4 separate regions of the Mus musculus genome follow, and all the other regions are linked to region 1. Evidence: chromatin contacts called from public Hi-C and HiChIP or PLAC-seq data. All regions are on one chromosome and are shown on one strand. Each heading gives the region's core, a stretch centred on a gene start, on an enhancer-like site or on the middle of the called end of the contact. The rest is flanking DNA. Distances are from core to core; before and after follow the strand shown.

The links. A called contact is a pair of places that touch in the nucleus more often than the background predicts. HiChIP or PLAC-seq counts read pairs in DNA pulled down with a chosen protein or histone mark.
Region 2: a contact with region 1 is called in a Hi-C map of muscle stem cells, with 1.8 times the contacts expected there. The contact joins the enhancer-like site here to the promoter of Mcph1 in region 1. A contact is called at or near these places in 2 of 484 Hi-C or Micro-C datasets (muscle stem cells and nephron progenitors), 3 of 115 datasets of contacts at active chromatin or transcription factors (embryonic stem cells and pancreatic cancer cells) and 1 of 9 other capture datasets (adipose tissue).
Region 3: a contact with region 1 is called in an H3K4me3 HiChIP or PLAC-seq map of bone marrow-derived macrophages, with 2.2 times the contacts expected there. The contact joins the enhancer-like site here to the promoter of Mcph1 in region 1. A contact is called at or near these places in 1 of 39 promoter capture datasets (neural stem cells), 1 of 15 datasets of contacts at CTCF or cohesin (the NIH/3T3 cell line), 1 of 484 Hi-C or Micro-C datasets (pre-pro-B cells), 6 of 115 datasets of contacts at active chromatin or transcription factors (bone marrow-derived macrophages, embryonic stem cells, pancreatic cancer cells and 1 more) and 1 of 9 other capture datasets (liver).
Region 4: a contact with region 1 is called in an H3K27ac HiChIP or PLAC-seq map of embryonic stem cells, with 6 read pairs. The contact joins the enhancer-like site here to the promoter of Mcph1 in region 1. A contact is called at or near these places in 1 of 39 promoter capture datasets (stem cell-derived epiblast-like cells), 1 of 15 datasets of contacts at CTCF or cohesin (the NIH/3T3 cell line), 1 of 484 Hi-C or Micro-C datasets (muscle stem cells), 10 of 115 datasets of contacts at active chromatin or transcription factors (bone marrow-derived macrophages, embryonic forebrain, embryonic limb bud and 3 more) and 2 of 9 other capture datasets (adipose tissue and liver).

What each region holds. Positions count from the first base shown.
Region 1 is chr8:18,593,486-18,597,599 of GRCm38.p6, forward strand. It overlaps Mcph1 (microcephaly, primary autosomal recessive 1), which reads left to right and starts at 1,646. Exons shown (of 14, transcript NM_173189.3): 1 at 1,646-2,150; 2 at 3,438-3,529. The coding sequence starts at 2,111.
Region 2 is chr8:18,725,122-18,729,185 of GRCm38.p6, forward strand. All of the region lies in intron 12 of Mcph1 (microcephaly, primary autosomal recessive 1), which reads left to right. All of the region lies in intron 1 of Angpt2 (angiopoietin 2), which reads right to left. Among named protein-coding and RNA genes, the nearest start is that of Angpt2, 14 kb to the right of the region's middle. Within about 2 kb of position 1,475, at least 69 of the 459 cell types and tissues checked have an H3K27ac peak or open chromatin away from gene starts, as enhancers often do. A contact at or near this core is called in adipose tissue, muscle stem cells and pancreatic cancer cells, where this site is marked.
Region 3 is chr8:18,758,708-18,762,772 of GRCm38.p6, forward strand. All of the region lies in intron 12 of Mcph1 (microcephaly, primary autosomal recessive 1), which reads left to right. Among named protein-coding and RNA genes, the nearest start is that of Angpt2, 19 kb to the left of the region's middle. Within about 2 kb of position 1,339, at least 7 of the 459 cell types and tissues checked have an H3K27ac peak or open chromatin away from gene starts, as enhancers often do. A contact at or near this core is called in bone marrow-derived macrophages, where this site is marked.
Region 4 is chr8:18,804,031-18,807,841 of GRCm38.p6, forward strand. It overlaps a transcript of Mcph1 not described here. Among named protein-coding and RNA genes, the nearest start is that of Agpat5, 40 kb to the right of the region's middle. Within about 2 kb of position 2,346, at least 6 of the 459 cell types and tissues checked have an H3K27ac peak or open chromatin away from gene starts, as enhancers often do. A contact at or near this core is called in embryonic stem cells and stem cell-derived epiblast-like cells, where this site is marked.

The DNA of each region.
Region 1 (4,114 bases), core at 396-2,895:
ACAATCTATTAAAAAAACCTTCTCCAGCCATAGTCTATTCTTGACATTTTCTTGTCTTGTCCTGAGCCTAGTGAACTTTCCCAGGAGCCCATTCCCAAATAAACCTACATTTTTTTTTTAAACTTCTTAATTTGGTTTGAATTGGCTTTTTTTTTTTTTTTTTTTTCTGGCAGAGAAAAACCTATTAGTAGTGATTCAACAAAAGATTCTGGGAGGCCCTTGCTTTGGACTAAGTTTGCACACCATGTCCATCCAGCAAAGCTGATCAAACCAAAGTGGAGTCAGTCATGCTGAGTGGCAGGGAATCTAAGTGAAAGGTTAGAGAACCCAAAGGGTCCCAACAGTAAGAGGAGATAAGATGCCGGTTCACCTAAGATAGCCAAATAAGGAAGTCTGAGAACCAAGCCATGGTTCTGATTCTGTGTTCCCTTCTCAGGAATCCTAGTCCTGCTCTTACTGCCTGTATAAAGTGAGAGCATACAGCCGAGGGGAGGGTTATTTAGATCGGAGGGAGAGTTCAGCCTGAGGCATCTGGAAAAGTCCACAGAAGGGAGAGAAAGCTCTCTATCGGACTTGGCCAGCAGGGTAGGTCAGGCCATGAGAGGAGTGGGCACTGGGAAGAAAGGTGGAAGAGAAGAGAGAAAAGCAAAAGAGAGGACAGAGGGTGGGGTAGGGAAAGGGGGAGGAGCAGGGGGAGGGGAGGGGGGAGAGAGAGAGGGTCAGTAGGACTAAGTACCAGCCTGAAATGGCGGGGTTATATAGGAATGAGAAGCTTGGGGAACTGAAGCCCAAGAGCTGGAGAAGTTTAGAGCAGGAGGTGGGTTGAGAAACGCTAAAAGGAGCCACAGGTACCACGTAAGCCTGGAGGCCAGCAGACACTGTGGTATGTTACTGGGCACCTTAAGCAGCCATTTTGTCTTGAGTTTCTCTTTGCACTGCCTAGTGAAAGCTCTCCCACTGTGTTAGTGAAGATGCTTCAATTCGTGAATTCCCATTAACAGCTCATCACTCGGAATTTGGCTTTTTAAAATTATATATATTATATATTTTAATATGTACATTTAAAATAATTTTGAAATATATATATATGTATATGTGTGTGTATATCTATATAAATTATCTTTTTTTTTTTTTTTTAAAGCCAAATTGCTGGGCCAGTCTGTAATCCTAGCTCTTGGGGAAGGCTGAGTCGGGAGAAGGGCTGAGTGTTGTGAGCTAGAAACCAAGGCCATCTCTCTAAACACCCAACCAGGAGCTAAGGAGATGGCTCAGTGGTTAAGAACATTTGCTCTAGCAGAGGACCCGAATTTGGTCCCTGGCTCCCTTATGGTGGCACATAACCATGTGTAATTGGATCTGACGCCCTCTAGTGACCTCCACTGGCACCAGGCACGCACGTGGTGCAAATATGTACAAGCAGGCAAAGTACTCACACGTGTAACAAATAAATACAAAACCCAAAACAACCTGTCTGTCCAAACCAGTTGGGTGGTTTTTTTGTTTTTGTTTTTAACGCCCGGCGCTTAAGGCGACGAAAGGATACTGTTATCTACAGAAGAGCAGGCACTCCCTGGCTTCCGTCCTCCCTAGGCGGCTCCGTCCTCCTCCCTCTCCCGGCAGCCCTTGCGCGGGGAGGCGGGCCCGCGTCCGACCCGCCCCCTCGCAGACTCGCGGGCGGGAGGTTTGAAGACCCAGAGGGCCCGCGGACGCTGCAGCAGTCCCGCTCGCGCTCCAGGGTGCAGGGCTGAGGCAGGGCCCACGGGTGGGTCCCCTCCCCGGTCACCGAGCGCTGCGCAACGAGGACGAGCGAACCCTGCGGGGACAAGCGACCGCGGCGCTGACCTGCGCCCTGAAGCCGCGGTGCGGCGGGCTGACTCCTGCCAGGTCGCCGGAGAGCTTCAGGGCCGCCCGTGAGCGATCAGGTCTCGGCTGTCGTGTGTCACTGAGCCGGGCGCTCTCGGCGAGGGAAGGGAACCCGGAGCCCTTGCGCACACACACACACACCCCTAAGCCTGACGCGGCGAGCCCAGGGGGCACGGCCTGCGCATGCGCACCCCTCTGCCTTCCTGCCGGCGCACGCTCGGTCCCGCAGCTTCAAGCTGGTCGGGTCATGGAGGCCTCGGGAGGCGTTGGGGGCGCCTTTCTGAAAGGTGAGGAGACACGCCCAGTAGGGAGGGGGCTGGGGTCTAGGCTCCCAGCGCCTGGTTGTCTTGCCTGGGCCGCCGGGATCGGCTCCCAGGCCAGGTCCCATCCCATCTCAGGGCTCCCTACGCCCGAGGTCCTCTCACATCCTAGGTTCCCTCACACCCGGAGTCCCCTCACTCAGGATCCCGACCACCTGTGTGGACACCCCACATACATTCACCCTGTGACCTTCATCGACCCCTATGTGTTCCCCAATCCCCCCACCCCACCCCGGTGCAGGCTGAGCCCTGGAGAGCTGGCGGGAGGATAGGCTCCTGTCTTAGCTTTCTGGGATCCTCTTGCCTCTATGGCCTCTGCAGTTGTGGGATCAGGAAAAGTAAGAATTTGGTAATAGTGTGATGGCCTCTGGAGGGTCCTACCTGAGTAGAGCTGCCTGACACTTGTGGAGCTCACCTTTTTTTTTGTTGTTGTTGTATTTTTGTCGTGCTAACACGTGCTCAGAACATGGGACCCTGGGTGAGGAGATTCCAAGTATAAATATATTTTATATATTTATATATTATATTTATTATAGCTATGTGTTTATTATATTTATATCATATATGTGTATATATATTTAAATTTTTATTTATTATTTTAGAAAGCAAGTTTGCCTCCAACTTGCTATGTAGCTGAGGCTGACTTATCTCTGTTTTTTAATTTGGTTTGGGGGTGTGGGGTGGGGGTGTGGGCTTGCTTGTGTAACAAAGTTTCTCTTGTGGCTCTAGCCTTCCTGGACCTGGAAACTCTGTCTCAGTCTGTAGACCAGGCTGACCTCAGAGATCTGCCTACCTCTGCCTCTCAAATACTGGTTTTAAAGGGATACACCACCACCACATGCTTTGGCGTAGAACTCTTGCCTCTACTTTATAATCACTATGTGCTAAGATACCCAACTTCATATAAATAATTTATTAGAACTGAACTGTATTAGCTTGACTATGCTATGGCCATAGAATCGTGTTATTGGAAGATAGTCTGGGCCAGAAAGCCTGGAATGATTACTATATCTGTTTCTTTACAGAAAGCATAATCCAGGATAATTATAAATCTTCCTGGATGAGGAAGATTTAAAATACTACCAAAATGGCAAGGATGATGTTTTGAATAGATTCGTAATAAGAAATCTTCACGTAATAGGAAACTTTCACTTTTTTTTCCCTAAAATAAACAGAACAAGAGAAGAATCTATTGTGGGAGGGGGTGTGCAATTCCTAGTGTGTGGTTCCTGCTAAGATCTTGCTTATTTTCAGATGTTGTGGCCTATGTTGAAGTATGGTCTTCCAAAGGGACAGAGAATTACTCAAGGACGTTTGCAAAGCAACTTGAGGATATGGGGGCAACGGTAAGAAATTAATATCAAAATGACTGATAACCTGGTGTTTTCTCGTTATGGGAGCTGTTCCTTAGAACACGAAGGACTTAGCAGTGGGTGAGTGGTAGGAGGCAGAACAAACCAACCAAATACAAGTTGGACAGCAGTGCTTACAGAGGAGATAGTCTTGGAGGCATTGTGTTAGGAGGAGTCTAGTGGGAGACTTGAGTCTGGCATTGGTTCAGTGAGGGCTGGTACTCGCAGTGGAGAGAGTAAAGATGCAGGAGAATGAGCAGGTTTCCAAGGGAAGATTGTGACCGTAGGCATATTGGAAACATCTCATAGGCATTTGATTACTCATGTCTGGAGCTTGAGGCAGTCAGATCTGTAGACTGATGTGGGGGTCAGCAGAGGATGGAACCTTACTCAGATCCTGAGGAGTCCTAAAGGAGGAGGAGGAGGAGTGTTTAAGGACCAGTGATGGCCTGACCACCAACCTGGGAACAAGAAAGGGAAAAAAAATTGTCAGGAGAATATCAAAAGCAAGTATGAAAGAATTTAAGAGGTGTGGATTCAGAACAGCAGAGCCTTAAGGAACGGTAAGATGTGCTTAAG
Region 2 (4,064 bases), core at 225-2,724, 130 kb after region 1:
TCCTCGTTGGGAAAAGTAACATAGAGATACTGAGGAGCTTGTCATATAAATGGCAAGTTGTAGTGCTCATTTATAGTGCTTACCTAGTGTGCATGAAGCTCTGGGGTCAGTCCCTAGCACCATATAAGCTAGTTTTGGTCACCAACACCTGTACTCCTGGGACTTAGGAGGTGGAGGCAGAGGGATCAAAGGTTTGTGGACATCCTCCACTATATAATGAGTTCAAGGATAGCCTGGGCTACATGAGGCCTTGCTCTGAATGGAAGAGGAGGAGGAGGAAGAGGAGGAGGAGGAGTCAAGTTGAACAAATTAGCACAGACTCCAAAGTCCACACTAAGGCATCCTGAGTGCCTGCAGTGAGCAGACAATACCATGGAGGGGAGTTTTAAAATGCTCAAGGAAAACTCACAGCATTCAACTCTGTCTACTGTTAGAGGAGCCAGAGGCTCAGAGCCCCCCAGTTGTAATGTCTGATCGTCCTTCTGTGAAGCTGAGTTTCTGGTGGCCGCTCTTGCAGAAAGCAAGCCTGGCAGGATAGAAGATGAACTAGAACTCACTGGGGCAGTGTCCACTTTGACTCCAAAGGAACATTGTGCTGCCTATAGGCTAAATCCACTCCATTCATACTTAAGAAACAACTCCATTCAGAAGGCTGAGGCAAACTGAAGGTCAGCCTGGACTACATAACAATACTTTGTCAAAAAAAAAAAAAGTAAACAAAGGGTCATTTATTTCTTGCAGTTTGTGTGCATTTATGTGTTGAAATGACTGCTAAGTGTTTAAATCATTTGGACCTAATGTACTAGTCAATTCATTTATTAAGTATTTGTTTCAACCTAGGGGTGCTATGAAAGAAGTAATAATTACTGAGACACTCTGGATACCAGGAACTAAGAAAAGTGGAAACACATTGGCCAGAGCCTTGCCCTCTGTGGGATTTCGATTGGAGACCCAGCCCTCCTCCTCCTTCCCTGCCTCCAGTCAAGACATTGCCTTTAGTTGCTATCTGTGTGCTTGTCAGCAAACTAGAAACATGAACAGAAGTGCAGAGTGTCTAAGACCTTAGCGGGGCCTTAGAAGAGGTCTTAGACTTGAGTGTTTTTCTAGCTTGTGATGCTTTGAGGCCCTATCCCCCTTCAGGTGAGCAGCTTTCCCAAGTACCTGATGGCATGTTCTCAGAGCAGCGTGTGGTGCCGTGGGACTCCGCCTGCCCCTGGCCAGTGCATTTTGTGGTAGGCAGAAGTGCAGAAGTGGGCATTGGCTTTCAAAGGGCGATCTTGCCAACTACTGCTTGCTCATGATTTACAGTGCGCCCATCCAGTCCTCACTTGTTCTTAGGTGAACAATTCTAGGACACTCAGTTATATAGGAAAGCCACATTGACTTGAGCGCCACAGCCGTCTCTGAGGGAAAGCCTCGGCGTGCCTCTCCAGAAGCTTGTGGTGAAAGTACAAGGGACCTGAGTCATTTTCCCATAATTAGATGCAGTTCGGAGGTCTGCCCCTCTCCCCAGCCCTCTTGCCTTGCATGCAGGGCTGTTCAGTTGGAAGCTAGTGGAAAATTCCTGTGCCCTTTCACCCTGCTGCCACAAGTTATAAAAAGCGTGCCATTCAGAACTGATTTTTCTCCTGCGTGCTTGGATTTTTACTCACAAAATAAAGGGGGACAGTGAGTTTTAAGAATTATATTCTACTTACCAGTGAGGCTAGGGGCTGTGGTACCACTTGGGATCACAGAGCAGCTGGCCCAGTCTGCTACTTCTTTGGGGGCTCATTAATGATATCACTGAGGCCATCTAAGTGGACCTCTTTTTTCAGAGCCACAATGACATTAGCCCCACAGTTCACTCAGAGTTTGCCCTGCTTGGCGTACTTTGTGGGAATGAGGGGCAAACACAGAAGACTGCAGTAGTAGAGTTTGGTTTTTGTTTTTTTCGTATTGTTAGATCTGTTTGTCTTAATCAAAATATGACTCATCCTGCCCCATTTTCAAGCCAAAGCTCACTGCGGTTATCCTGTGACTTGGCCTAAATCCCCATGATCTGCTTTAATTTGATCTCGACAGTTTCCTTCGGCTGTAGGAATTCAGTGTCAAGTTTACAAAGTGTGGGTGCCAGCTTTAATGTTGCATCTCTGTCACTTACTGAGTCCCCTGGTAGAAGGACCTGCCCTGGGGTTTTACTGCTTGTTGGGATCCACATTCTGAGTGTTTCGTTCCTCTGAATCTTGGCCCCCACCTGGGGTGACGTTCAAGGCCAAAGTTAGAGCTGAAGTGGAGAATTTGCTCCCAGTGCTTTGCTTCTGTTCCAGTATTTTCCAGCTGCGAGGTGCAGACCAACCAAGATCTTTCCCCATTCCTCAATCCTTCAGCCCCCAGCCTCTTTGATGACTCACATTGCCTTAGAGGGCAAAGTCCCTACTAAGGCAACAGCTGCCTTGGAAATACAATGGAAAAGCAGAAGTGAGGACCCGAATCCTCCCTACCCTTTATCCCCAGCAGCCAGGAGCCCCACGTGGGCCAGTTTCAGCCAAGGAACTCTGTTCTCCTGGTACCTTCCCTGCATGTCGAGTAGTCCTGGTAACTGCCCTGGCAGCAGGGGACAGCCGGCTCTCAGAGAGAAGTTCTGAGCCGTGTGAGCTGTGTGTAGTGAGCACACCTCACCTGTTGGAGGGCAGTGCTATCCAGGAAGACCTACGAAAGGAAGAAAGCTCTCAGAGTTCACAGGAGCAAGCTCTAGTTTGGGAAACTTGTATATGCCAGTCTTTCCCTACGCCTTGATGATGGGAAAGGTTGAAAACAGCGGCAAGGTAGCAACATCAGGCCTGAGTGAGAAGCTAGTGGACAGTCGAGCCCGTCCTTCCTCCCCCATCTCACTTTCCCATCACTCGGGCCTTCTGTTGTCTCCGTTCTAACCCTGACCATAACCTTGGGGAGATTCATTACGTGTTTGTCCAGGACTTCAACCCACTGAGGTGATCCCTCTCTTCAGAGCTCCCCCTTGACGCCTCCAGATTGAACAGCACGACCACCACTCAGCATGGGCCCTGAGTGGCCAATTTCATTAGGAAATAAGTTGATCTTGGACTTCACACCAGTCTGCTTTTAAGTCATTCTAACAATAGACTCCAAAGATAACAGTGTAAGGTATAGCACATGGGTTTGGCCAACAGAGAAGTATTGAAGTATTGACTTCCATAAAAGAGCATACGTCCACCTGAACTTACACATGGGTGTGAAAACCTGGCTGTATAACAAATCACTCCCCAGTGATGGCGGAAGCACATTTCAATGCATGCAACAGCGTGAATGAGCCATTGAAAAATAGAATCACCGAGCAGAAGTACAGGCTGCACTGCTCCAGTTATAGGAAATCTAAAACCTATCATGGGTAGCAAAATAAAGATTAGCCTTGAGCGGAAAAGAACCAGCCAGTGAGAGGAACCCAACCCCATCAGCTATGCTGGGCCCCCTCTGTATGCCGGGCTAGGGTGTCGTTACAGACATGTGAGAGTACATTCATCAAAGTGTGCACTTGGGATGAGTGGACTGCAGGCTGTGTAATTTACTCCTTGAAAAACTGAATTAAGTTTCACAATACAGCATAGCCCAGAGCCTAAAGCAGCTGACCCAGCAGTCTGAATGAGGAAAACTAGAGACCTCATCTAGTTGGTGAATGGGGAAATATGGGTGCGGGGGCAGGAGGACCTGATGTGCTCTTCCACAGCTGTTCAGCACTGCTCTGAGAGAATGGCCTTTCCACCTTGATAACTAACGTATTCAGAAGTCCTCCTCTAGCCCGGCAAACCTCACCTGTCCTCTTGTCTCCAGGATCTCGTTACATGTGGGTCTTCCGGCCTGGGGAACAGCTTGCGTCTGGGAAGCCTCGGGCTGCTACGTGGGAGTTAGATCCCGTGGTTCTCAGAGTTCCACATGCCTCAGTCTGGGCCATGTGAAAAGCAGAGCTTGAGGGAGGAGGAACAGCCCCTGGCTGCAGGGCTCCTCGTGCTCCCCATGGGAGGAGGAGGCAAGCCCTGCCTCGAAGCTCTTGTCTCCCCCTCAGCAGG
Region 3 (4,065 bases), core at 89-2,588, 160 kb after region 1:
GAATGAAGTCCTTCCTGCTTGCAGGCAAACTGAGGTGATGAGAAAGACAGTGTATCCTTAGAGAGACTGCCACCAAGGCAAAGAAAAGGACAGATAATGGCAGCCAAAGCCCAGGGGTGGCAAAGGCCCTGTCTCTGCTGCTATTGAGATCATTTGCATCTGAGCGCCCCAAGAGTGAGTGTCCTCTGGCAGCGGTGTTGTGGAACAACCCCTCACTTGGAAGAGCCCAGAAAGGACTCAAGCAAGCTTCAGTCTAAACCATCATCTTCACCTTTGCAAAGTTAGCTCTGCCAGTTAATTCTGCCAGGTTACAATATGCTCAGGCCTAGGGCAAGACATATATATGAGTTGTGTGCTTTAAAGGTAGCAACCAAAGGAAAACTCTCTTAAGATTATTGGAGAACAGATTTGTGCCTTGGAAAAGTTCTTTGAGAGGAAGCTGGACGCCCTGGGTTTTTAGATGAAATACGCCACAAAGTCACACGGGACAATATAAAGACTCTTCTGTGTTCTCTCATGACCTCCTGCATGCTTCACCCTCCAGCCTTTGCCTGTCTCCTGGGTAGAGTGAGCGATGGTGCTCTGGTCAGATGTAGCTACTGCACTATTAAACCCCTGACCCAGCTAAGTCTCATTACTCCATGTTAGTCTTTCCAGGATGAGCCTGTATCCCCTGAAATCCATGGTGTTCTGCAGGCCGCCAGCTGTACTAAGGACAGGCTAGAGTCCCAGCCACAGAGAGGAAGACCCATGGGGATGCATTGATTATTATGTAGCTGTCACTTACAGGCCACTAGGGAGAAATGGTCAACAGGTAGAAGGGCAGAAGTCACACTGTTAGAAGATGGCCACTGAAAACATTCCTTTACAAATTGGCCTTTCTGAACTAAGAACTAGAGTTTAAGACTGTCAGCATACCTAGATGATAAACTGGCAACAGGATCTTCTTTATTTGGGGGGCTAGCCATGTTTGTTGGGCAGTGATTCAGAACACAGAAGCATAGGAACAAAGGGATTGCTTTATGTAGCTCAGACTTATGATGGCCTTTTCCCATACTGGAATAAGTCCTTCTGTTCCCCTTTCTCGAGCTGCCTATACCTTAACTAATGAGGCATTCTCTCAGTACAAATTGGGAGTAAAGAATATTTATATATTCTACTTCCTCTTTCCTCATATTTTTACTGAGGATATTGACATGAAAACAGGATCTTTGTGGCAAATGAGTTCATCCACGGCTGCTTCCCACCAGAAATTCCCAGCTTTGTGACATCAGTGAGGTAGCTGTGGGTGTCACTTCAAGAGCAGGCATCTGGGCATGATGGAACCTTGAACAACAAAGTTGTTTTCAAGAGAACGAGCTGGAGAAGGGGAAGGAAGCTGAACTTCCCTGGGTTCCTGCTATGCTCATGTCATCGTCATCTTAAGGCACATGCAGACAGCACCCTGCCAGGCAATCCCTGCCCAAGCTAACAAACCTCGTGCCGGAGCTAAGCGATTCTCAGGCACCTGTCTCCTTTACACCATGGCACAGCCGCTTAGATGCCTTTCACCTGGCAGAAGGTTGGCAGTCTGAGCAGATGTGACGGTGTCTTCTAGAAAAGTCTGTGCTTGTTGCAATGAAAATGTCAACACGAGGTTACTTTTCTCTAAATACCTGAAAAAAAAAAAAGTCTAAAAACCATCTCCAGAGTGTTCCGCCCTATTGTATCCAAATGCTACATGCTATAGCTCAGGCTGGCCTTGAACTACCAGTGCTCCAAAGTGCTGAGGTTACAGGCAGGTGAAGGCTGAGTGTTCTTTATGATAGCAAAAGAGGGACAGGGGCAATTCAGACAAGGATGTCTAAGAAGATTAGAAATGATGAGAGATTACTGCTCAGGGCCAGGGAGTAAGTGAATCAGGAGCAGAACAACAACAAAAAGCAAAGAGGGTCCAACTGTGCAGTCATTATTCAGGGGGTCAGCAGGAAGGCTACCACATTAGCTGTGTGACAGGGGAAAGAGGGAAAGCCACAGAAAACCCAGCCACGATCAGGAAACGAGACAGGTGTGAGGCGGGAAACAGAGTATCTCAGTGGGTCTTCAAGCTCAGGTCTGTTTGCCCCTCTGTTAGAGATCTGCTGGTCTCTGGTTCAGACTGACCAACCCCCTAATCTGGAGCCTGACCCTACTGCCATTGTTTCCCGCCTGGCCTGTGAGAGTCCAGTGCATACAGAGACACTGTTACAAGCAGTGGCCTGCCAAAACATAAGTACATTTTTATATATAATAAAATTGCAACATAAACAACACAGGTTGGGGGAGGAGGGTGTAGCCCCAGGTTTAATTGCATTTAATAAGCCAAACATGAAGTCTTTAAAACTTTGTAAACATGTGTTTACTCCCTTCTGTATTTATTTTATGTGGAGGCTAGAGGACAACAGTTGAAAATTGGTCCTTTCTCTGTACCAAGTGGGCTTGAGGGATGGAACTCAGGTTGTCAGACAAGCTTAGCGGAAAACACCTTCACACTGAGCTATCTCGCAGGTCACCCTGTTCTCAGTACTACAGGTAGATGCCTCTGGAGTCTTGGTAGTTAAAATCACTTCCGTTGGCCATGTGCCTGCTTTATGTAGCAACTGAGCTCAGCGGGATTGGTGACATCACAGCTGAACTCTGGGGCTGATCTTTGTGAAGGCCTTGCTCTCACGTGGTGTTTGCAAACAGTCAAATGGTGAGTGATAGACAGGCTGTGGTAACGTGATGGCCATGAAGTCAGAGCGCATAAATCATTGATATTTCCCTGTAAATTTCCCTAGTATGGGATGAATGGTGAGGGAAATGTATTGTCTTTCCTTGCCTCCTCTGTAGCCTCAGGGACTTCTTTGCAGGCTCTGTCCTGTCATGCTTTGCAGGGTGATGAGCTATGGATATCCACTCTCTCTGGCATGTTTGACCCTTAGAAAAGCAAGTAATTCAGTCACTTCGTGTGTCAGCGATATTGCTGAAGTTTAGGGGCTGAACTTTGTAGAAGTGGCATCAAGAGACACTGAAATACTACTGCATGGGATTTGAAGAGAAGCATAGTCAACTTCTCCTTGGAACAATGGTACCCAACAGATTCCTCATTGTGATCTGTAGCACAGAAGAGTAGAAAGTGATCCTGTGTGTGCCACAGTATCTGGGTAGGACTCGTCCCAACACATGAGTACGTGTCACAATAAATTTCAGCTTGAATGTACGTTTAGAATCCTTGAGAGTGAAATGCTGGGGAATCCCTGGGGTAGAATCAGGGAAAATTCCATAGCGCAAACAATGGAAAATAGTGAGGCTCCATCAGTAATAGCCCTGTTCCTTTATGCCAAACTTCATGAAGCCATCCAAGCACACAGAGATCTACGGAACTGTCTGATACCCATATCTGCCACACAGTTTGTCAAATCCTAATATTTTAGTATATTTATTTCCGTCTTTGGTCTTGGTGAGTTTCTTTAGTGGTTAGAAAGGCTTGCCCGGTTATGAAATAAAGCTTCCTTTTTCTTCATCCAGAGAGGTCACTGTGTCTGCAAGCATGCCTGTACAGTTGAACATACATGTGAATCTCAAGATCGCCCCAAGGTTGCCCTGTGGCTTGTGAGGAGGGTGGCCGTTCTCGCTGGTGAAAGGTCCCCTGCTTCCAGCTTCTGGCTGGGCAGAAGGTGGCCTTCAGCGCTTGCTAGGAAACAAGGTTGTTTTCTGCCTCGGTTTCTTCCTAAGTTACATGGCAATAGTAGTTGTGACCCAGGAACATTGCTGAGAGGTTAAATGACAATTAAGAGTACCTTTCTTAGCTTCTAGCAGATGAGCTAGGATGATCAGCCAGTGACAGCAGGGGCTAAAGGTATAGGCAGCTTGAGTCCTTTATGAAGGAGTCGATTGCATGCGAGTGTGAGTCTTTGGTTTTGTTTTTAAGATTGACTTTAATACACATACTATTTATGTGTATTAGTGTTTTACCTACATGTGTGTCTGTACACCATGTGTGTTCAGTGCCTGCAGGGGTCAGAAGAGGATGTAGGATCCCCTGGAAAAGCAGTTACAGACAGA
Region 4 (3,811 bases), core at 1,096-3,595, 210 kb after region 1:
TCTGTATTATGCTGAGTTATCTCCACCCAAAACAACTCGTGAGTATTCCTAGCACAGATGAGAAAAATGTCTACTACACAGCCCAGAGTCCAGACAATGGAGACAGTAGATAATTATTTTCAGTTATTATGTGCTCAGCAATAATTGGATTTAATTAATATCAGGCTGCAAAGTCTATCTTAGAGTATCTGCGGCTGCAGAGTGTTGTGGTCTCTGCTCTCAATGTCACTTTCTTCTCCTAATTTAAAGCTGTGAAAGTTTTATGTGTGCCAAGAAGACAGTATCGACTTTTCTCCCTCCCATATCTAAACTGTTAGCTGAAAGACAGTAATTAAAATGATTGACCTGAAACTAAACCAAGAGCACACACATATTCCATGGGCTAAACTAATATTTTATTTGGTACAAGTTCCCAGCTTAGGCGTTCCTGTTTTCCCAAAGCCTTAAGACCTTCCAGGGGTGAAGCTCCACCTAGAATTCTAAGATGCTGGCAGCTGCTGCTTCATTAATCTGGTTTCAATTTTTTAAGTATTTGGATTCACGGCTTATCTATGGGAACAAATGATTGTTCTATCTTGAAGAGTCCAGAGGGAAGATTTACGGAGAAAGTTAACTTCATATCCCCTTCTGTGGGCCAGCCAATGTGATCCCAGCCAAAGCTAAGGAGAGAGGACTGGCAGGGAAAAACTCCCTCGAGGGCTGGGCCAGCACCCACAGGGGAGAGGAGAGGGCTCTATCAGTCAGCAGACTGGGCCAGGAAGAGCTAAAGAAGAAGAGGCTGCCAGACCTCAGGGCTCAACACCAAGAGCACCCTATCAGCTAGAGGGGGCGTTCAGCCAGTGATGTGAAACCCAATCATTAAATGATTGGGAGCCAGTTAGGGGAGGAAGGAGGAGGACTGTCTGTCCTGAGAGTGTGAAGCTGTGGGTGGCAGGAGCCATGCAAGGGTTCTGACTCAGGAGACCACAAGCCTCCTTCCAAAAGTAGAACGAGGATGCTATGTGGGACAGGGCCAGTAGCACAGAAGGAGCTATAAGGCCCAAGATAGATCTCCTTTCTCAGGGTGATGAAAAGCTGTCACCTTGGCTTGTGGCCAAAGACTTAGAAGGGACTCTACAACAGCCTTCCACCATAATCAGATCTTAACAGAAGAATTTGAATTCTATCAATTTTCATGAGAAATCCTACCACAGCCCTAGTTAGGGATTATTGGATACAGGGCCCACCTTATATCCTTTGAGCCCAAATTAGACCTTAACTCTTAGCATAGTCGTGAACAGGTGTTCTTGCCTTCTTATGGATATCTAAGGTTGGTTCACACCAAACAAATAGGGACATTTACATTTATTCTGTATCACTCACATGCACCAAGCCCCAAAGGTCAGCAGTACCTAGGACCACACTGCTGTCAGAGGGCTGATGGCCTCTTACTATGGCACTGCCCGTAGGGTGATGGCCTTGAAGGGGCTGAATACATCTGAGATGGTGTGTAGCAAGTTGAGTGAAGACCAGGAGAAGGTGCAAGCTAGTTCTATAGCGGAAGGGGTGGGTTTAGAAAATGCTTCCAGTAAAGATGGGGATCTGCTTGTTTTTAAAAGCATAGGACTGCAGAGGGACCAGGGAGAAGCTGGGCACCGGGAGTGACTGGTGAATACAGAGGGCTTTAGCATGGCTGGAGAGTCAAGGAGCCTATGGAGAGGAATCAGGAAGACACCAGACTTCCGTAGAGTTTGTAGAAAAGGGGGAAAGCAGTAGGTTTGCTTTAGCTTGGCTGGTATGTCAAGGATGGAATGTCCTCCAATAGGTGAAAATAGAGGAAGCTTTTAGAGCCTTGTGGTGTACCACTGAGGGAGCCAGATGCTACATATGAATGCTTTTAAAAGAAAAAAAAAATCATAAACAAAACCAGGCATGCTGCCTCCTACCTGCCATGTCAGTACTGGAGAGGCTGAAGCAAGGAGTGCCATCAGATTGAGGTGAGCCTGGCATACATAGTGAGAAACTATCTCCAAAAGCCCAAATTGATTATTCACACAAAGAAAGAAATTGCAAAGATTTAAAGCAGTAACAATTGAAGGTAGGCAAAGGAGATGCAACTCTGGGGGACTGAGGGTAACAAAGAAAAAAATACTAAAAACTATAACTCCAGAATATTTTACTGAATTACCAAAGATTTGAGACTCTACATTTAAAAAATATGTCTTGTACCTGAGAAGATCAACTCAAAACAATGAGATTCCTAAGATTTAAAAATAAATAAATAAATATCCTTGGGCCATTGAGCTAGCCGGGGCTGCAGTAGCAAGGCATCTGCCTGGTGGATTAAATGACAATAGCCCTTTCCTTTCCTGCAGTTGTTGAGCTGGAGGTGTAAAACCCAGGTGTTGGCTTGGTTTCTAGAGAGCCTCTGTCCTAGGGTGGTCTCCTCCCTGTATATGAAAGCTTGGTGTCCACCTCCTCTTCTCAGGACAGCAGTCATAATGGACTAGGGCTCCACCCTCCAGACCTCCTATGTCTCTAGTCACCTGTTACATCTCTTCTAGTAGTGACTCGCTTGGCAGGCCTAAAAACCTAGAAGCAGTTTTGAGGCAGAGTCTCAAGGAAACTCAGCCTCTTAGAACTTTGACATTCTCATAGCTAGAATGTCTCAGATTTGTCCCTGTAATATTGTGGAGTGTCTTACATGTTTTCTTATAGTATTTTACTGGATAAGAGTTAGAAATCTCGCCGGGCATGGTGATGCACACCTTTAATCCCAGCACTCAGGAAGCAGAGGCAGGCGGATTTCTGAGGACAGCCTGGTCTACAGAGTGAATTCCAGGACAGCCAGGGCTATACAGAGAAACCCTGTCTCGAAAAAACAAAAAACCAAAAAAACAAAACAAAACAAAAAAAAAACAAACAACAACAAAAAAAACAGAGAAATCTCAGGGCAAGCTTAGCAAAGTATATTTAGAATCTTTATTACAGCCAGTTATAGCAGACAACATTGTATATTAGAAGCAAGTTGGTGAATTCTCTTGACAAATGGAGATTCCCCACAGATACTTAAAAGAACAGCCAAGTTACTCTCATATGCAAGAATTTACCAAGGCCTAGGAAATAGGGGGGTTGTGGTATTGCATTATTCATGAGAAGGTCTGCTAGAGCAGAACCCCCTGGTGCTAGCTTTCACAAGACTCAAAGGAGTAACACAAATTGTGACTAGGGTGTGAAATCCTTACCTGTCATTAGGTGACCCTAGGCAGGGCTGTTTTATCTTTACTGTAAATGTTACCTGGTTCCTGTAAGTTCCTTTTGAAGTCATTCCTTTGTTTTGTGTCAGGTAACTTCAATGTACTTTGCCTGCTGTGACATCCTACCCCTTTGTTTTCTGTATCATATAAGACTAGTGTTCACTTTGTGACATTACTTTGTCATTCGCCCACCTGCAACCAGAGACCCATTCCTAGCAGATAGCAGATCCAAAAAAGGAGATAGTCTGCAACAGTCACCACCTTAAAGACCCTGTCTCCAGAATCAGTCAAGTTCAACGTCTGGACTTTGACATTGACTTAGTGTGTATATATAAGTTTATATAACATTATAAACACATGCATGTATATATATACAGTTAATAGACATGCATTATGCATACATAGTAAGAAGCAAATGGCATATAAGAACTAAATTTTTTCATAACAATGTATAAGAAAGTGAATAATGTTATTTAAGATCTTCAAAAGAACACATGACTTAAAATTTTATATTTAAAAGCTAACTCTTAAGCAAATATGACATGGCAAACTCATAACTGAATGCCAGGACCCAG